2 separate regions of the Mus musculus genome follow, and region 1 is linked to region 2. Evidence: chromatin contacts called from public promoter capture Hi-C data. All regions are on one chromosome and are shown on one strand. The core of a region is the stretch at or near the end of the contact, and the rest is flanking DNA. Distances in the headings are between cores, read along the strand shown. Region 1 overlaps Rab31 (RAB31, member RAS oncogene family). Region 2 overlaps Vapa (vesicle-associated membrane protein, associated protein A).

The links. Capture Hi-C pulls out chosen DNA fragments and counts their contacts.
Region 1: a promoter capture Hi-C map of liver shows a contact between it and region 2. The contact joins two enhancer-like sites. A contact is called at or near these places in 1 of 15 datasets of contacts at CTCF or cohesin (the NIH/3T3 cell line), 6 of 484 Hi-C or Micro-C datasets (B cells, the N1E-115 cell line, Th1 cells and 3 more), 5 of 115 datasets of contacts at active chromatin or transcription factors (the HPC-7 cell line, the NIH/3T3 cell line, bone marrow-derived macrophages and 1 more) and 2 of 9 other capture datasets (embryonic stem cells and liver).

The regions. Positions count from the first base shown.
Region 1 is chr17:65,736,367-65,739,115 of GRCm38.p6, forward strand. All of the region lies in intron 1 of Rab31 (RAB31, member RAS oncogene family), which reads right to left. Among named protein-coding and RNA genes, the nearest start is that of Rab31, 35 kb to the right of the region's middle. Within about 2 kb of position 1,480, at least 146 of the 459 cell types and tissues checked have an H3K27ac peak or open chromatin away from gene starts, as enhancers often do. A contact at or near this core is called in liver, where this site is marked.
Region 2 is chr17:65,593,172-65,596,242 of GRCm38.p6, forward strand. Vapa (vesicle-associated membrane protein, associated protein A) reads right to left here. Exons shown (of 6, transcript NM_013933.3): 2 at 1,731-1,883; 3 at 269-372. Among named protein-coding and RNA genes, the nearest start is that of Vapa, 19 kb to the right of the region's middle. Within about 2 kb of position 1,735, at least 3 of the 459 cell types and tissues checked have an H3K27ac peak or open chromatin away from gene starts, as enhancers often do. A contact at or near this core is called in liver, where this site is marked.

The DNA.
Region 1 (2,749 bases), core at 230-2,729, 140 kb after region 2:
GCATCTAGTACCATACAAAATTGTCACCTTTTCTGTCTGGTTTTCTTTGTTTAACAACAGAGTTTTAAGGCTCACCCTCATCAGACTATGCGACCGCCAGATTTCTCTTTCCTTGGTGCTGGGATACCTGGGCACACTAAGCAAGCATCTTACTACGGAGCTGCCCCAGCCCCCAGCCCGATTCTTTCCTGTCTGTGTATGGCCACCATTTGTTTATCCATTCACTGTTAATGGACTCCCAGACTGTATCTGTCATTTCTGAACAGGGCTGCTATGAACATCCATGTACAAGTACTTCTCTTGGGAGTGCCTTCACGCCCAGTAGCAGGATTCCCAAGTCCTGGGTGCTGGGATTAAAAGCAGGTGCTACCTAGCCTGGCTAAAAATAACATTTTGTCTAAACTTAAAAAAATATATACAAAAAAAAGAATGATTATCAAAGGAAGTCAACTCATTTCATGCTACAGCTATATCCCAGATATAAAATGTGTTAAGATTTTATTGACCTCATTGTTAATGATGTTGCAATCAATTAAAATATGTTGTCAAACCTAATTTTTAAAGTAAATAAATGGATATAGAACTGGATGTGGCACATGCCTTTAATCCCAGCACCCAGGAGGCTGAGGCAGGCTATCTCTGTTTGAGTTCTAGGTCAGCTTGGTCTACAATTTAAGTCCCAGGACAATCAGGGCTACACAGAGAAACCCTGTCTCGGCAAACAAACAAACAAACAGATACAAAAGAAATTTGCAAACACAAATTGGCTTTTTATGGAGAAGTTTGTTTTACCTGTGGCCAACAGACTTTTTATTAAATAGCTAGAAGCTTACATAGGACTTAAGTTGATCTCAGACAAGAGTAGAATCAGACATTTTAGAGTGTACAAATAAGTGCACAACGCACTTCCCCATTGGAGACAGTAAATGACCTTTTCCTGTTTGTTCTAAATTTCCTATCAAGGGCTGGCAAGATGACTCAGCTTGTAAAGACGCTGCCAGCCAAGCCCAAAAACCTGAGGTGGATCCCTGGGGACCCATGTGGCAGAAGGAGAGAACACCCCTCAAGATGCCGTCGGACCTCCATACACATACCACGGTATGAATGTACAGAGCCCATACAAGCACAAATGTAAAGGTAAGGGGTGGTGGGACAAAAAGATTAAATTTCCTATCTATAGGACATGAAAAAATAAAAGGGGGAAAAAAAACTAAAGGAGAGCGCAAGAAAAGGAATTGGCAAAGACAATTATTTCACTAATCAAGTTGGGAAGCAGAAGGACTGCAGAACGCTGGGCTTGTGCCCCTCAGCAGTGGCAGGAGCCTAAGACCACAGGAAAGAGAGATGCAGATCTGGCCTGCAAGCGGGCTATGGCTGGCTGATGCCTGGGCTTCTCTGACTCATGGTGTGTCAGGGGTGAGTAACAGAACTGGTTTTGCACTGGAGCGGACAGGCTGGAGCAGCTGGAAGCAGGACAGGAAGCGCATCCGGACAATGGAAGCTCACTATCTTTCCACAACTACACCAGCAGGGACCTGTGGTGAAGGGTTACACCAGCGCTCCCTTCCTTAGGAACTAGCCTGAAAACTCCAGGGATGACCCTCACAAGGCTTGGAGTGTAGTTCTGTGGTACCAGGGAGAAAACACTCAGCTGTATGTTCCTTAGGCCTTACACCTCCAGTTGTTTGACTCAAGACAACATCTATCTGTCCTGTTTATTTTCTGCAACAGTTCCTGACTCAATTAAAGTTACTTTTCCTTTCCATCAGCTGGCAATGTACAAACAGAAGAAGTTACCAGATGCAAGAGTAGAAAGAAAGGGCTGGAGAGATGGCTCGGTGGTTAAGAGCACTGACTGCTCTTCCAGAGGTCCTGAGTGCAAGTCCCGGCGACCACATGATGGCACACAACCATCTGTAATGGGATCTGATGCCCTCTTCTGGTGTGTGTCTGAAGATAGCTACAGTGTGTTCATATAAATGCAAATAAATCTATCTTAAAAATAAAAAAGAGAGAGAAAGTAGAAAGAAAAGTCACAAAATTCTCAGGAAATACATGATTCTAAGGAAAAGTAGGCCTAGGGGGCTGAATTCTGAACACCTTACCCCAGGAGAAAATTCCAGTCCAGGGCATGGTTCATCTTTGTTTTTGTTTTGTGCTACTGTGAATCAAACTCTAGTCAAGGTCTCATGGTTGTTGGACCAACTGAGCTGTGTCCTGGCTCTTTCCTACTTTTGTTTTGGAACAAGATCTCACTAAGTAGCCCAGGCTGGCCTTGATTTCACCATAGCCCAGGCTGGCCTTGATTTCACCATAGCCCAGGCTGGCCTTGAGCCCACCTTAGCCCAGGCTGGCCTTGATTTTACCACAGCCCAGATACTCCTTGAACTTGGGATTCTCCTGCCTTCAGCCTCCCCAGCTGCTTTAATTCTGCCTCCTGAGTTTAAAGACACGAGCTACCACACCGGTATTGGATTGTTTCTTAAATGAGGATTATTTATAAATAAAAATATATTAGAAGGCAGGAAAAAAAAAACAATGGAAAAAAAAAAGATACACAGAACATCCTTAAGGGCCCTGGAAGCTCCCTTCCAGTCTCCATCAGGATCTACTATGGTTCTTCTTCCTGGTGGCGCGTCTGTGTCCAAGACTGCTCTGGCTGGAAGGAAGGCTGGCAATGGCTGGAAACCCGCAGCTCTGCAGTGCGGAGCATCACTGCAGTCTGCACCAGGGCTCAAAAACCTCAAAG
Region 2 (3,071 bases), core at 485-2,984:
GTGGAGCACACCTTCAATCCCAGCAATGGAAGAGGCAGAGGCAAGAGGATCTCTGTAGGTTCAAAGCCAGCCTGGTCTACAAAGTTCCAGAACAAGCCGAATCATGCCTTGGAAAAAAATATATATCAAAAAACAAAACCTTTTAATTGTTTAAATTTTAATTTTGTTCTGATATTTAATTTTTGGCAAGGAAATATGGATTGTTGAGAGCTAAACAAAGTTTAAACTACATTTCCAAAAATAACTTCTGTACAACTTCTACACTTACCACAGCTTCCATATCTGAAATGTTTGGTGGAGCAAAAATTGTCTGTACCATGAACTTATGTTTACTCTTTTCATTCGGATCATAATCAAAGGGTTGCAGCATTACTAAATAAACAGAGAAAGCACACTGTCATCTACAGTTTACGTCCTATTTAATACCACCACACTAACACACAAACTTAATGCATACCAAGATGGGTTCAAAAACTTAAATTATCCTCAAGAGGCACAAGCAGCCTTTTAACTTTCAATTATTATTAAATTCATTTTGTGTTGATTTTAATTTAGATAACTTAGACACTTTTAATATAACTTATTTTTAAACTGGATTTTAAACAATTACTCAGAATGTGTTCATTTGTTTAAATCTAATTTTAAGAAAACAAAGGATAACTGATTGGTCTTTAGACTTTATTCCCAGATCCCAATAGCATTCACTTTTACGTCTCCAGACCTGAGTTGCCTGTACCAAGTTTTAAGGCTCCAGTTCAATTTATGTTACGTAAATCCAAGATGAGGTGATAAACAAATCAGTAATTACTAATGTATATTGGATACATTTACAGTCAGGTTCTACTTCTAAACAGTCTCACTGAGCCTTAAATAACTTACTATTTTAATATTCTATAAACTTGAAAATAAAAGCTGTAGTTATCTTAAAATTTAGGGATCACCTAAGTTATCAGGTCACCAAGAATTTTAATACACACATTTCTAACTCCATGATCTGTAATGACATAATCCATTTTTCCTGAGCCTTTTGTAATTAACAAATGCAGGAGTTGAAAGCTATTGTTTTTTTTGTTTTGTTTTTTTTTAAAAAAAAAAAAAAAGGAGTAAGTCTGTGTGAGCACAGAGAGGTTTTCCCACAAGTTAAAGTCTCATGGAGCCACACATGCTGTCAGACCTGCCACCTATGGCACGTGTTACAAAGTACTGTCTCCTTGGAAAGGCTGTCTAAGAAAGGAACATTTGGATAGCACAGTAGATCTCACAGCAGGAATACGTGATGTGTATGGAAGGAACTACTGTAAGCAATAAACAAGGAACAAGACACTGTTGTCATTTACACTGAAAGGAATAAAAACTCATCTGATTTTAAAAGTAGGCCCAAAACAGGCATTTTTTTTTTAAGACTCAAACGCTTCTGTAGATGCACAGAACATGATTTAATCACAAAACAGTGCCATTTCAAAGATAAATAAGAACACAAGCTACAGTGGAAAGCTGTGGAAATACAGAATAGATAACATTTCAAATTGACCCTAGGCAATCATACACTCCCACGTAAGTCTCGAGGAGGAAAGGTTCAATAAAATGTCTGTACGGTAAGATACCCAAGGAACATCTTTACACAAACACTGAAGCCAAATAATAAACAGATAAAAACACTAAACATCAAATGCAACAGTCATGAAATGTCAATATTCAAACCTACAAAGGTCTAGGACATGGAGTACTACCTGAAACAGTCACAATTGACCCCGGGTCAATAATCCCACTGTTGGGCCGCACACAGTACCGGCGAGGTGCTGTAGTCTTCACTTTGAAACACACTTTTCTATCCGATGGATTTTGCAATTTAAGATTTGTAGTGACTACATCTGTGAAGGGGCCTGAAAGGTAAGGGGCAGACAGAGAAAAGATTAACTGGAGTCACAACAAAAGCATAATTCAAGATTAAGTTAATATAATCTCAATCCCACTTTTCTAAAGAAAACAAAAATTGTCTCTCTTTTTTTTCAACTTTTGATGATTTCATCCATAAAATAACTATGATTTTTGTTCTTTAATTTTGGTTACATTTATCATGTTTGTGTTGCACATATGAACATGTACATGTCACAGTACGTATGTGGAGATCAGAAGACAACTTTTTACAACTGGTGCCCTCCTTTCGTTATGTGGGGTCCAAAAATCCAACTCCAGTCCTCAGGCTTAGCAACAAGGATCTCCATCCAATGAGCCATCTTGTCAGCCAAACTGTACTCATATAGCATGTTCATAACACATCACATGACTGACACAAGTCCCCCAGTGGTCTTCACCAGTGCTAATCTTTACGTTCACAGGCCAACTACAAAACTAAAACCTGACAGTACTCACTTGTCTCAATTCATTCATGCACGTGTATTAAGTACTTATGAGTGGTATGTCATATGCTCTATCTAAATACGAAGTCTTGTCTTAAAGCTTTAATTCTGTACTCAACAAAACGAATTCAAAAAGCTGACCCAGCTCTACTTAACCAGTATATCCTCAGTTTTTTGTTTTGTTTTTAAAACGGGCTGTGAGATGTGAAGATAAACTTATTTGGTTTCATCTGAAAAGCCAAAACAGATTATACAGTCTAAGTTTCACAGCAAGAATTTCTTGTTGATTTTGAAGGCATTTTAATTGTTTTAATGGTCTTGTAATGGTTTTCTTGTTTAATGGTTTTAAATGGCCTTTTAAACATCTATTTTATGCTTTTGCTTTTTATTTGTCAAAGGAGTGATATTGATGATCTTAACTAGAGCACTAAGAAGACTACTGGAGCATGGCTACAGTCCCACATTCAACCACCAGCACCAAAAAGGGAGGGAAAAGTCAAGAAGCCTGAAGGAAAAGACATTATAAAAGCCTTCCTATTTTTATCTAGCCTTTTTCATTCCCTTATTTGTCACTTAGACTGTATGTCTACATGCACAGCATCATCAGGATCAATGCTTTCCTACCATGTGGGTTCAAGGGATTGAACTATTTTCAAGCTTGGCTGCAAGCTCCCTGAACCAGAGTCACCTTCTAACCTGTTTGAGTCATAA